Linked DNA regions of Sus scrofa: region 1 is linked to region 2. A link is a contact called in public Hi-C data. All regions are on one chromosome and are shown on one strand. Each heading gives the region's core, a stretch centred on a gene start, on an enhancer-like site or on the middle of the called end of the contact. The rest is flanking DNA. Distances are from core to core; before and after follow the strand shown.

The links. A called contact is a pair of places that touch in the nucleus more often than the background predicts.
Region 1: a contact with region 2 is called in a Hi-C map of liver, with 3 times the contacts expected there. The contact joins the enhancer-like site here to the promoter of IL1RAP in region 2. A contact is called at or near these places in 1 of 5 promoter capture datasets (liver), 4 of 47 Hi-C or Micro-C datasets (liver and skeletal muscle) and 1 of 2 datasets of contacts at active chromatin or transcription factors (alveolar macrophages).

Annotation. Positions count from the first base shown.
Region 1 is chr13:128,054,404-128,061,485 of Sscrofa11.1, reverse strand. It overlaps IL1RAP (interleukin-1 receptor accessory protein), which reads right to left. Exons shown (of 11, transcript XM_005670066.3): 9 at 3,159-3,302; 10 at 1,714-1,857. Among named protein-coding and RNA genes, the nearest start is that of IL1RAP, 120 kb to the right of the region's middle. Within about 2 kb of position 3,350, at least 1 of the 83 cell types and tissues checked has an H3K27ac peak or open chromatin away from gene starts, as enhancers often do. A contact at or near this core is called in liver, where this site is marked.
Region 2 is chr13:127,930,071-127,937,210 of Sscrofa11.1, reverse strand. It overlaps IL1RAP (interleukin-1 receptor accessory protein), which reads right to left and starts at 3,539. Exons shown (of 11, transcript XM_005670066.3): 1 at 3,391-3,539.

The sequences.
Region 1 (7,082 bases), core at 2,101-4,600, 120 kb before region 2:
GATGGACGGTGAGTTTGGGGTTGATAGATGTAAACTGTTGTATTTATAATGGATAGGCAATGAGGTCCTACTCAATAGCACAGGGAACTATATCTAGTCTTTTGGTATAGACCATAATGGAAGATAATAATGAGAAAAAGAATGTGTGTGTGTGTGTGTGTGTTATATATATATATATATATATATATATATATATATATATATATATATGACTGGGTGTCTATGCTGCACAGCAGAAATTGACACAGCACTGTAAAACAACTATACTCTAATAAAAATAAAATAAAATAAATAGCATGTGCACCCTGGAGAGAATGCAGGATTAAGTAACTGCCTGCTCCAAGCAGTGTTGCTAGAGGTTGACCATGTGTAAGCAGGGAAAAAGAGCCAGAGGCAAAGAGGACCCAAAAGCAGCAGGGTGAATGCAGAAGGTTACAAGGATTAACATTCAAAAGCAAGATGCAAGGATAATTATGTAGAACTTGAATTCTTCAAAGGCTCTCAATCCCTACTGGAGGCTATTTATTACATTGTTGCTATACTATATATGGTCATAGAACTTTTCACACAGGAGTAAATATTTGTTGACTATCTGTATAAATGAATAAATAGATGAATAAATTATTTAGGATTTTACACCTTAAAATGAATTATCCATTAACTAGGTAGCCAAATCATCATTTCCTTGTAAAATTACACTGAAGGAGATTTCCACTGTAGAACAGAAGCAAGGTGGACTTCTGGGTGATGACTGGGGAAATAAAGTGATCCACCTAATTTAAAATGAGAATAATGATGTCTATTCTCTATCTCAATGATCAGGTATAACATTACAAAACACTTTAAGTGATTAATGTAAACGGGATTTTAGAAGAAAATGAATTATTTAGCTGTAAAGCTAAAAAACATCATACGCATTTTAATAGTATAGAGTTTAACCATGGGTTTAGGAGTGCTATTACATATTTATCAAACAGACTCAAATATATCATCGCTTCATGTGTTAACTGTCTGGATCTGAAAATTTAAAGTATACTTTTTTTTAACATTCAGCATCTCAAGCTTTTTTTTTTTTTAACCTATTATAATACAGTGTCCTATGTAAAATTTTAAATTTATCTCAAATATGTAAGCTGATAGAGACCCAAGGAAAGGTGATATTTGAGTAGCACTGGTTTGCTAGAAAACAAAAGCAGAGAAATTAGCAAATGCCAAGGACAAATAATTCTAATTATTATCAATAAGTGATATAAAGGATTCCATACACTCTCTTCTGCAGCTCACTTTTTAGCAAAATTGCGGAAACCTCAGTCTTTAGAAGTGTTTTGTTTAATCTCCGTCATCATAAAAAAATTCTAAGCAAATTAATGCAGATTAGCTAAGCTAAACCTTCTAAAAATTTAAATGTGAGTAAACAAAATGTTTAAAGCTGTGGCACTTAGAGCACAAATGCATTGTGCAGTTACACTTTTCTGATATCGAGTTTTCAAAGCTTACAAGAGAAAATATTTTAATACCATAAACTTCACTTGAATAGTCTACATCTTACAGTGTAGATTTATTCCTGGAGAGTACTATTACATCAAAGAAATGGACCTTGGAATGTTCAAAGATGCCAACATAGGCTGTGTCACAACTCTCAGACATGACCAAAGCTAAACATGGGCTCTGCCTCTCAGGGTAGTATCATTTGTGCTCATTTGAAATACCTACTTCCCCCAGGCAGACTGTCTCGGTCAAAGATGCACAGCTTGTATCCGAATTCATTCTCCAAGACTCCACGGAGGGTGAGTAATACAAATTCTTCTTCTTCAGCATTCCTTGCATAGGATACATAAATATCATATTCCTTCCCATCTAGCAACAGCAAAAAAAAAAAAAAAAAAATCAATATAAATTAGGAAAGTTTCTCAATAGTATTCAATTTTTTCTTAAATCAAACTTTTGAATAGTAGACATTTTCATTTGTTACATTTGCGAATTGGCTGACAGATTTCAATATAATTTCCCACCTGTGACAGGTCTCCAGGCAAAATGACTATTTTAAAGCATAATTGCAAATTTTATCTGATGTGTCTTCTACTTTCATCTCACTGAGTTTAGATTTTGTAGTGGAGAATGAGTGAGATTTGGCTCATTCAACTATGAATTCATAGAATCAGGAAGCAAATAGTCAATCATAGGTGCTGGCAACAATGTTATGCAGAAAATTTCTAATTACTGTCCTAGTATGTCATTTATTAATATATTAGAACTATAAACTGAGAAAAACCTTCAGAAACTGCCCAAAATATTTACACCTGAAAATACCTACAATTTAAAGTATACTTAAATTCAAAGAACCAAATCTCTTCTAACAATAGCTGCCTAATTATAAAAATCATCTCTCATTAAAAAGACAGGTTCCGTGTCTCTTCCACAAACCTACACAATGAAATCTTTATAGGATGGATCTAAGCAAGTGTATTATCAAATATTTCCTTCTTGTCACCAGACACATATGCACTGGAACAGAGCTGCTTAAACTTCAATATGTATGTGAATCTAGGGTTATTGTTAAAATTTAGATTCTGATTTGGCATAGGGGTCAAGCTTTAGATTCTCCTTTTAATAAGCTCTTATGTGATACTTCCGGTACATGGATCACCTCTGAGTACAAAGAGCACATGAAGTCCAGTACAGTAGCCACAAGTAGCTTTTGAGCACTTAAAATGCAGCTGGTTTGAATTGAGATATATGCTCTAAGTGTAAAATATACTACACATTGAATTTTGATGATTTTAGTACCAAAAAAAGACTAAATATCTCTATTAATATTAATGATTAGCTAAAATTGTAGTATTTTGAATATTAAATTGATACATTCTTAAAATTATTCCCATTTTTTTTTTTTTTTAGCTTTCCCTTATGTGACCACTAGAAAAATTTGAAGTTACATTGTGGCTTGCATTGTATTTCTGTTTGAACTGTGCCAATCTAGACTAAATCACATATTAACCCAGGAAAGCAGAATAATATGCATTAGGAAGATTTTCAATAGTATGGGCTGAAACAAAAGTTAGTCTAATTATATCTTCCAATTACTCCAGGTTTTATCAAGCCAACATGTTTCCTGAGATGACAGTAGAAGAGATTTGCATCAAACTTTCCTTACTCACCTAAAATGGTTTCATCTGTTCCAAAATGAGCCCGATAAAAGAGGACCATCTCCAGCCAGTAAACATGGTAAACAACAATGAGAATCACCACCAGCAGGACTGTGGCTCCAAAACCACATGCCAGTTCCACTGTGTATCTGGGAGCTATTATGGGGTGAACAACAAAGAAACATTGATTTGTACATGGTGATCACAGTGACCCATCATCCTGCAAATAGCTGACTAAGCCAAGCAGCTGAGCTATGAACCTGACTTACCTGAGTGAACAAGCAGGGATAGCACGGTAGAGGTTAAGCACTATGTTTTAATACTAGACCCTGGAGCATTTATCTTTTTGTTTCTAGAAACTGGCATAAAAGGTGGTTTTGTTTGGAGTTCCCTTTGTGGCGTAGTAGTTAACAAATCTGACTAGGAACCGTGAGGTTGCGGGTTCGGTCCCTGACCTTGCTCAGTGGGTTAAGGATCCGGCGTTGCCACGAGCTGTGGTGTAGGTCGCAGACGTGGCTTGGATCCCGTGTTGCTGTGGCTCTGGCGTAGGCTGGCAGCTACAGCTCCGATTAGACCCCTAGCCTGGGAACCTCCATATGCTGCAGGAGCGGCCCAAGAAATGGCAAAAGACAAAAAAAAAAAAAAAAAAAAAAAAAAGATGTTTTTTTACTATTAGATAAATTGAATAGACTTTGATGATATACAGATTAAAACAGAATCTTATCACTGGGAAGAATTTAAAAGGTCATCCAATTCAACGTACACACTTATATTTGAATCTTCTCAAAAATATTTTTGAAAAGTGTGACTCTAACCTGTTTGTCCTTTTCTTTTTTGTCTTCTTTTTTTAGGGCCACACCTGTGGCATTTGGAGGTTGCCAGGCGAGGGGTCCAATCAGAGCTACAGCTGCCGGCCTACAACACAGCCAACATGGGATCCAAGCCACATCTACGACCTACACCACAGGTCATGGCAATGCTGGATCCTTAATCCACTGAGAGAATCCAGGGGATCAAACCTGCGTCCTCATGGATACTAGTCAGATTCATTTCTGCTGAGTCACAAAAGGAATTCCCTGTCCTTTTCTTTTCTTTTCATTTGCCATACCCACAGCATACGTAATTTCTCGGCCAGGGATTGAGTCTGAGCCTCAGCTTCAACCTACACTGTAGCTGCAACAGCACCAGATCCTTAACCCACTGTGCCAGGCTGTGGATGGAACCCTCATCTCAGTAGAAACTCATTTCTTACCTGAACCAGCACATGATCGTAGTAGAATTTTAATTGTTGAAGTTGAATTGAACAAAAATCTTAATGTTTTTTTATCAGTCTTAGTTCTATCCTCTTATCTAGTGCCATATGGAAGAAATTTAATTCCTTTTTCTTTATATTTGGCAATAGGCCTAAAGAATCTTGTTATCATTGAGCAGAAAATGAAGGTATCCACCAAATGCTGAGTGTACTTGGCTCTGAAAGGATCTCTCAGGTCCACAGTCCTAAGTTCTAAAGGTAAACTTCTAAGGGCCAACTATGACAGATTTCCACATTATCTGCTTACTTTTACGTGATAAAATAAATTTTAGCTGTGTCTTTGAAATCATCAAAAGTCAAGTGAAGTAATTCTCGAATACCTAAAAGTTAAACATTAACTCATCTCTGTAAACAATATCTGTCACAATCAAACCACTAACCACTTTTCTGTCTCATTTGCTCGACTCCTTTTCTCAAAAACATCATTTAAGATTTTTTTTATGGTATCTACATTTTATAGTAGCTTCTTTTGTGATATGATTGTTCAAATATTTTATTTTATTATTTTATTTTTTCTTTTTAGGGCCACACCTGTGGTGTATGGAAGTTCTGGGGATAGGGGTTGAATTGTAGCTGCAGTTGCCAGCCTATGCAACAGCCATGGCAACTTGGGATCCAAGCCATATCTGCAATCTACACCACAACTTTCTGCAGCACCAGACCCTTAACCCAATGAGGGAGGCCAGGGATCTTATGGTTACTTATCAAGTTCTTAACCCAGTGAGCCACAGTGGGAATGCCAACATTGGTAAGATTTAAATTCATGCTTTTGTTCATGATGTTACTTTTGGCCGTTACAGTTCTTGCTCATTCTTTAGTTTTCAAGATTATGCTCAAATGCCATTATTTTGTATGAGTTTTCCTGGAATAAACATTTCTTGCAATATGATTCCCATCTTGCAAAAATCCCCACTGTTCTTTTTTTGCTGCACTTGAAGCATGTGGAAGTTCCTGGGCTGCAGTTGGGACCTGCACCACAACTGCGGCAATGCCAGATCCTTAACTCGCTGCACCACAAAGTAATTCTCCACTCTTCTTTTTTGCTTATAATTCTAGTAGAGCGCTCTTATTCTATTGTAATTTGGCTATTACCAGATTCTACGCTCTTTCTCAACTCCGCCATTAAACTATACATTTGCAGTTCTCTAGGTAGAGATTATGTCTTCTTCATCCACCCTTTCCAAGAACTCTTAGGATCTGAATGAATATTTCTGGATACAGTACTACACATTTCTGGGATATTTAAAACAAATCTAGTACTATACTACGTATTAGTAACTTCATTTGACTACGTTATTATCTTGTGACAATGAAACTTCAGAGTTTGAAGAAGAAACAAAATATTTACTGGATCTGAAGCAGGGGTGACTTAAATTATGTATTTGTGGATTTGACACTTACTTATTGACATGTAGTATTTGCTTTAAGCTGTCAAGGTTATAGTGGTAGATAAGACAGAAAGGGTCTCAGCTCTTTTAGGGCTAATATTTTGTTGCAGCAAAGTAAATAAGGAAATAATAAATATATAAGCTTGATTTAAAATAATATTTTAAATATTTAAAATATTAGAGAGAGACCAGTGCTATAAAGGAAATAAACCAGTGTAATGTGATAGACGTGCCTGAGGGAAGGGGTTGGAGAAGGAGAAATACATCAGGCAGGGGGGTGAGAAAAGGCCTTTTTGAGCACCTGAACATTATAAGTGTTAAGTGTTGGCCAAGACAGAGCATAGAAGAATTTTCTTCAAAGCTGGGATTGCTATCAAGGATCCCTGACTCCAAAGTTCAGAGGGATTTGCATAACACTACCATGACGTTCAATTACTGATTCTATACTAGTAGAAAAACCTTATTTTAAACAGGTAGCTATCCTAAGGGGAAAATGGTGTGTAGCCTGGGGCAAAGCCTGATGTTCCCTAAGGAAAGGGAAAATCACTGAGCTTTGTGTTCATTCTCCTAAACTCAGGATCCTAGTCCTGCCACAGAGATAGCCTGGGACTCAGCAGTGCCCAATTATCAGGTGCTCTTGTACTCCTCCCATAAACAAATGGTGCTTTAAAAGAAGAAAACTCCCATCATAAAATGCCAGGAGCTGTGTCAGTGCAGTTGATGAGAATTTACTAAGACCAGTTTGAGTAGCTGGCATGAAAATTTCTGTGTCCTTGATATTTCTGAGTACATGTTATGTTAACAACACACTGTGCTAATTTCCACTGTCATCTTCATTATTTGCTCAGTTATTTTGGCTCCTTCTGGGTGGATATTTCAAAATAGGGAAGAAAAAAAAAAGGTTAGTGGATTACCTGAAATGGATTTTTAAAAAATATATTAATAACGGGAGTTCCCATTGTGGCTCAGCGGAAATGAATCTGACTATTACCTATGAGGATGTGAGTTCAGTCCTTGGCCTTGCTCAGTGGGTTAAGGATCTGGAGTTGCTGTAAGCTGTGCTGTAGAGCACAGAGGCAGCTTGGATCTGGTATTGCTGTGGCTGTGGCATATGCCAGCAGCTGTAGCTCTGATTTGACCCCTAGTCTGGGAATTTCCATAGGCTGTAGGTGCAGCATCCCTCACCCCCCCAAAAAATACACATCAATAGTTAATTACCTTGCTTAACGATCAAGA
Region 2 (7,140 bases), core at 2,290-4,789:
CCTACCTTTTGGCAAAAGCAAACATATGCTTCCAAATGCCAAAAGCAAGGAACACAACGACTTCTCCCCAAACCGCATTTTGCAAGCCTGTCTGCTTGCTGCAAAGCACAGAAACCTGATGGCCTGTGGGGAGTCTCAACAGATAAATGGCCCCATTGCCTAGGCCAGAAACAGATCTGTTCATTTTTCCCTACAGAAGCCTGAAGCCATCAGTTTCCACAAGGAGGACTGAAACTCCAGACCAGTGATCAACATCACCAGCCAGGGGTGGTCTTTCTGCAAATGTGGCCTCTGCATACTATTCACTAGATTCCACCCCTTACCCTCAGAATTGGAAAAAGAAGAGAAAAATCCTATGGTCACTCAGGGCCTTTGTTTCTCAATCTTCTTAACATCCTGCATATTAGCACAAGGGTGGCAGAAAGAGAAACCACTCGGAACAGGAAGAAAAACAGGACATAATTCTGAACTTTACGTCTTCATAGTACCCTTCCTCCTAGGAATTCAAGGTGCATTACGTCAAACACATGAGTACGAAGGATGCCTTAGAGATCATCACTTTGAGACTTCCTCTCTTGAGACTGGCGCCACTAAACTCTAGAGAGCATAGTTTTCTTAGCAAGGAAAAATCCTCTTCAGGACAGAAAGGATCACCAAATAAATAAGGTCAACATAACAGCTGATGTAGACTGTTAAAGATCTCATTGGAGAGAGACGGGAAAAGCCCTTAACTGGAAGTCAAAAGATGTGAACTGTATTTCCAAGCCTGCAACTTACTACACGTGACCTTTGGCAACACACTCATTTCTCTGACTCTTACTCAATTTTCTTCTCAATAAATTGAGATCAACTAAGAAGAGAGATAATTTCATGAGTACCTACTCACTCCCTGGACTTTACATCCATCCATTTAATTTAATTCTCACATGAAACCTTGGTGCAGGCATTTTTTTTCACTTTAGAATTGGATGAAACAGAAGCTCTAAATGGTGAAATAAATGCTTAGTATCACCCAGCCACATAGGAATTAGAGCTGGAGTTTGAACTTGACCACAAAACCAGTTTTTTCACACTTTATCATATTATTATATTATCGTTCCACTATTAATATGTCCACCATGTCCTTCTTTCAAGGCTATTGCAAGTAGTAAGGAAGATAATATATATGGACTACACTGGAAATTTAAAAGTTTTATACCTATGTATACACATATATGGGTTTGGTAATAAATAATCTCAATAAGGAGGAAAGGTATAGCTGAGTATCCTTTCTTTAAAGAATCAGAACAAAAAGGAATTAGCTTTCAATCTCCCATCCCCTTGTTCTGACCTTATTTTGAACATTTTCTTTTTCCCCGCAAGTCTCCAGTCTCTCCAGGCACGCGTTCAGATGTATCCTGGCCAGCTCATCACAATGCATGCACACGGAACAGGCTGATGGAAGCAGGTGATCCCACCCTCTGCAAAGCTTGGTGGCGGAGGTCCCTTAGAGAGTACCACCGAACCCTTTCCTTCCTCAAGATGTATCACACCCCTGCCCTGCATACATCAATAACACAGGCATATGTGATGGACTATGAAGCAGGCAGACAACTATAAATACTGGATGCTCAGTTCAGAGACTTACAGAATAACTAGGAGATAACAATAAGTAATTGTATGAAGTCAATCAGGAATAAAATCAATTGCTATGAGTCAGGTGGGAGTCATATAAGGAATACTACTTCATTTTAAAATACCAATAATACCAAGAATAAAGGAGGATGACTGTGGGCACATGTGGATGTTTGTGTTTCAATAAGGTAATTTTGTGTTCAGAAGGGACTGAATTTAGCAGCATCACTTATAATCCAAAAGAAATACATGGGAATCTTGTTGTTTTCCTATGCTAGATGAAAACTATAAAGCTGCTTCTCTGACCTGAGACAGCAGGGAATAAAAGGTTTAGAATAGTCTGTAACATCGATGGAACTTCCAACTTTTTCTCTTGTCTCCCTACCTCTCATCAAATTCAAGACCCTCTTTGCCAATAAAGGATGCCTGAGATCAAAGTTTCATAGACCTGAGGCTTGGCCTAAAAACTAGCAGGGAATTGGCATTACTGAGAAACATTTTACATTCCAAGTCAAGCATCCAGGATCAAAGTCATATGTAGAGGGCATTCAGAAAACACTATAAAAGAGCCATCCCAAAGAAGAAAACACCATGACATTCAGGTTAATAGAAAAAGAAAGAAAAAAAGGAAAAAGAAAAGTCACTCTACCTGAAAAATCAGCTTTCTAAAAACCTACTGTCTCCAGGGTTACTATGTAACAATATTTACAAGTGCTACCATCAATGTCCAGCTGACCAGGTGCCAGGCCAGCCACTGTGCTAGCCATGTTATTTGAATGATCCTATTTCATCCTCCCAAGTGCCCCAAGGACTCGATGTGACCCTTATAATCTCCATTTTAGGGCTGGGAAAACAAAACAAAACAAGATAAAACTGAGTATCAGAAAGATTGGATAAGGATAACTTGCTCAAGTTCACATAGCTAAAACACAGCAGAGCTGGAGTCAAAGTCAGGAAAATCCTCCTTCTCAGCTGGTAGCTAACCTGAGATCAGTGGAGCAGAGCTCTATTTCACAATTTCACAACCAGGGGGTGGAGGCAAGACAGGCTAGGGACAGGCTCTTAAAGGAAACGGCAGAAGTTTGTGATTTTTCTCTTTAACTAGGCTTCCATGTTCCCTCCCAGGAATTAGAAGTGAGAGGGGCTCTAGCTCCGTGAGGTCAGCTATTCCTACAAGAAAAGCATCTACCTCCCACAGGACCACCTGCCCTGCTTCCTCCAGGGCTGGAGAGAGCACTGTACCAAAAGAGGTGACGGGCGCCCGGGCGTCCCTCACCTCTCCACGGTAACGACTCCTCCAGGGGTCTGATGAACACCCTTAGCGGGCCTCAGAAAACAGGTCAAGGGAAGCAGCAAAGCTGCAAACAGCCTTTACCCAGGCTATCACTGGTCTAGGCTGGAAGCGACATGATACCGAGTGGGCACGCTGGGGCACACTGCCCCCTTCAATCCTCGCCATTCATAGCAGCACTCTGGAGAAACCAAGGCGTGGGTACACCAGGATAAATCCCTTAAAGAGCTGGGAGAGGGGTGCTGCGACGCTCAGCCGTCCCGCAACTGCGTTCCTTCAATGCCTACAAAGCAAAGATGGGGCTCCGGACAGAGGGTTCAAGTCTTGGTCACAGCAGTAACTAGCTGTGAGACCAGTCCCAGCCGCTGCCTCGCTCTGTGCCTCAGTTTGCCCTTCTAGGAAATAGGGTTGTAGCAGACGATCTGTAAGACTCTTCCCACCCAGAAATTCTGTCCCCCAAGTCTTCGTCGCCGCCAAAGGCTTACCTTACTTGAGAAGCAGAGCAAGCGCGGCGAAGGCGGCGGGTGTGCGTGCAGGATCACCCAGCACCGCCTCTTTCCGTGCGCCTGACCAAAGCAGAGCCCGGGGTACCCCGATCTGGCCAGTCTTCCCGCAATGAGCCTCTTACTTTCCGCCGCACTTTCTTTTTTCCCCCTTTGGGGCTCCTCCCCCGGCGCGGCGCGATTGGCCGCCGCCGCGCTGCTCGGGCTCCACCCGCCGCCTCCGCTGGCCAGCCACCAGCTCTCAGGGCTTCCCAGCTCAGAGGCCGCGGGGCGGCACCGAGGGCAGCCCCGCCCGCGGCGAGGAGGAGCCGTGCCAGGCCGGCTGCCCGCAGACCCCAGGCTGAGCTAGGCCCTTCGGCGTCGGCCACCGACTGAGCCCACTGGACCGCGCGGGGAGCAAGAGCGTGGGTCAAGCAGTTTGGCACGATGCCATGGGCTCTGGGGCGATGCGTCCCTCGCTGCCCCGCCCCGCTCTACAAGGAGCAGCACATTTGCGCACAGCTCATTGCAAGATCCTGGTCTCACAGTTGAGATCGCTGCCACCCTGCCTTTTCTTCCTGGCTCTGTGTATTTTAGCTCTCTAGCTGCACCAAGGCTGTGAGTGAATCAGTCCAGCCGCAGGATTTGCGCCGCCACCGTGTGCCAAGACCAGAGTGCGACAGGAAGAAACAGACAGGATCTAGGTGGTCTGGAGCTCCCGCTCCACCACAAGAGACAGGCATGGGATCAAACATCTGGTCATGACAGCAAGACCGAATCTATATTTTCCACTGGTGTATACCCAGTGTGCCTAGCACAGTGCCTGGCACAAAGTAGGCATTCAGTATTCACTGAGTGAGTGAATGAATGAAATAATCACTATAGAAGCAAACAATCTCAAAAAGAATTACCTCTTTTCATTCACTTCCGTTTCTCCAGATTTCTGCAAGAGCCCTGAGACATCCTCTCCCGCTCTAGATAGTAGTACCTATGGTCATCCTGAGGAGCTCTACGTAATGACTCTCAAGGCCTTTGTTCAAGATCCTTCTGTTAGTAGTCCATCACAATTTCTCCCAGGGTGGCAAGGCCCTTCATCACCTGTCCCATCTACCCACTTGACTCCTCTCTTCACATATGCTTTGCTCACTACCATCTCCATGATTTTTCTTCCGCTCTTAATTATGTAATGGAATCTATTTATTCAAGAAATGGGAGATCCCCCCCCAAAAAAAAAATCAGTCATAGAGAAGGAGAGAAAAAGACATGAAAGAAGGAAGGGTCTTTGTGTACTAACAATGGAACTAGGAGGTGCCATTCTCTGGGCGCCAGCTAAAGGTGGACAGCAGTGCAAAACTCTGATGCTATCCTGCCCTCAGAAGGTTCAACTTCCCAAGGTAAAATAACAGTATAATTGAAGCCGTAGCAATGTTCATGTTATTCCCTTTATTGTTATCACTTACAGAAATTGATCCTGAGAAATTAGCTGTCTCTGAATACCTGGCACACAGTACATGCTCTCAAGATTGTTACTAAACCAAAAAGGAAAGAATCCAAAAATTTAAAAGTTTATGGTATGAAGCAGAAATAAAACAATTATTTGATTATATACATCATTAAATATATTCCAGGGCATTTAATTTTTTTCTTATATAATGTATTCATCAAGCATTTATATAGCCTGTGCTTACAATGCAGCAGACACTTGCATGTTATTTAATTTTCAAATAATCTATAAGGTACTATCATTAGCTCAGTTTATAAATGAGACAGAGAAGAGCTGCATCTTGTCCAAGGCCACAAGCCCACAAGCCCACAAGAAGGGACTCTGAAATGAATACTGAGAAAGGTTTCTTGACCTTAACCACTCCACTAGACAGTCTCATGTGCTTTCTTGAAGTCCTGACTCTGTGCCAGGCAGATATTGGTGATTCAGAAATGAACCAGATGTAGTCTTGGACTTTGAGAAGCTACTCATAGCTTAACGAGGATGACAGGCATATAGACAAGTAATCATAATATTAAATATTGTAATTTGAAGAAACATAAAAGGCTGGAGATGAAAATGATTAGATAAACAATGCCATATATTCATACAATACAGTATTTACTGTCATCATTAACAGATTATGAAAATATGTCTGCAAAGGAAAAGGCTTATAATTAATAAGGTTGTATAAAAGTTATGAAAATATATGGACAGTATTTGAAAGGAATTAGAAAATGTTAATGTACAGAATTATGAGAGTATTTTTCCTTTTTAAATTTGCCTAATGGCAGAACATTATTGTAACAATTAAAAAATGTTTGAAAACTCACATACTGGGTATTCTATGATCAATCATGGCCTAAGTGAATGAATGAAAGAGACTTCAATCTCACTGGTGCCTAACAGTGTTGAGTGCATTAGAGATGCTCAAAAAAATATTTGAAACTGATTGAATATATGGAAAAATATCATTACTCTCTTCTTCCCTCTGCTTCAAAACTTCACTTTGTTCAGATTATTTTTAACCATTTTGTGATAGTTGTTAAGGAGGACTCTGAATTTTGCTTTTCCTTTGAATTCAGTCCAATCAGATTTTTGTCCTGAACACACAGTAGTCAGGTATCTAATGACCTTCACTTTGCCAAGTTCATTGGTCAATTCTTGATCTTCATCTTACTTGACCTATTTAGCAACATCAGACACAGTTTAGTTTCTCCTTCCAACTCCTTTTTGTTTGACTCCTTGTTTTCTGTCAATTTTATCTGCTGCTCCTTTCTGGAGTCTTTCATTCATTCCTTTACCTCTTTGTGATCTCTGAGATTTTGTATGTTCCAGAGCTCAATCCTTGGCTTACTAATATTCCCCTCTAGAGATTCTCATCTCAAACATCTATGTGATAAAAACGTGTAAACTTAAATCCACAGTAGGAACCCTAGACTCTCCTACCCTATTGCCTCCTTCCTGTCAATTTTTAAATTTTTCATACACATATCAAACATCACATGTTCAAAACAAACTCTTTAATATGTTTACCCCTCATCAAACCACCTCCTCTTCTAATCTTCCCAGCTTTGTCAGAAATACTACCTTTCACCCACTTGTGCAGGCTAAAAGTTGATTTCAGCCTTGATCCCGCCCATTCTCTTAGAACCCATGTGCAATCCATCAGCAAATCTTCTGTTTCCTCTATACCTCAAGTCTGACCATTATTTCTCTCCTTACCACAATTGCCAAAGTCTGTATTTTTCCCCCAACTGGTCCCCTGCTTAAACTCTTGCCCCCTAAAGTCATTCCTCAAGCTTGACAATGATCCTCATAAATGGAATTCAGAATAATTATAGGCTAGTGGTTGAGGTCAACTCTTTGGAGCCAGACTGCCTGGGTTCAGCTTCAAATTCTCTAACAAATTAATATAGCAAACTCATGTTAATCAACTTCTTTGTGCCTCAGTTTCATCTGTAAAATACCAATGATAATATCTACACTGTAGGCTTGTAAAATTCAGTGGGTTAATATAAGCAAAACACTTGGAAGAGAGACAGGCATGATTGAAGTGTTATGTAACTACTATTATTTTTTTACTAGTAATAATATGTCACATTCTGCTCTTAAATAGTTAATGATTTGTCATCATGACTAGCAACATTTCTAGACAAGGTCATACATGACTCGATACTGAATTACTTCCTCAAATTTCTCACTATATGTTCCTCACTGTTGCCCAGGCTCACCAGCATGGTCCTGTGCAGTAGTCTTTGCACTTGCTG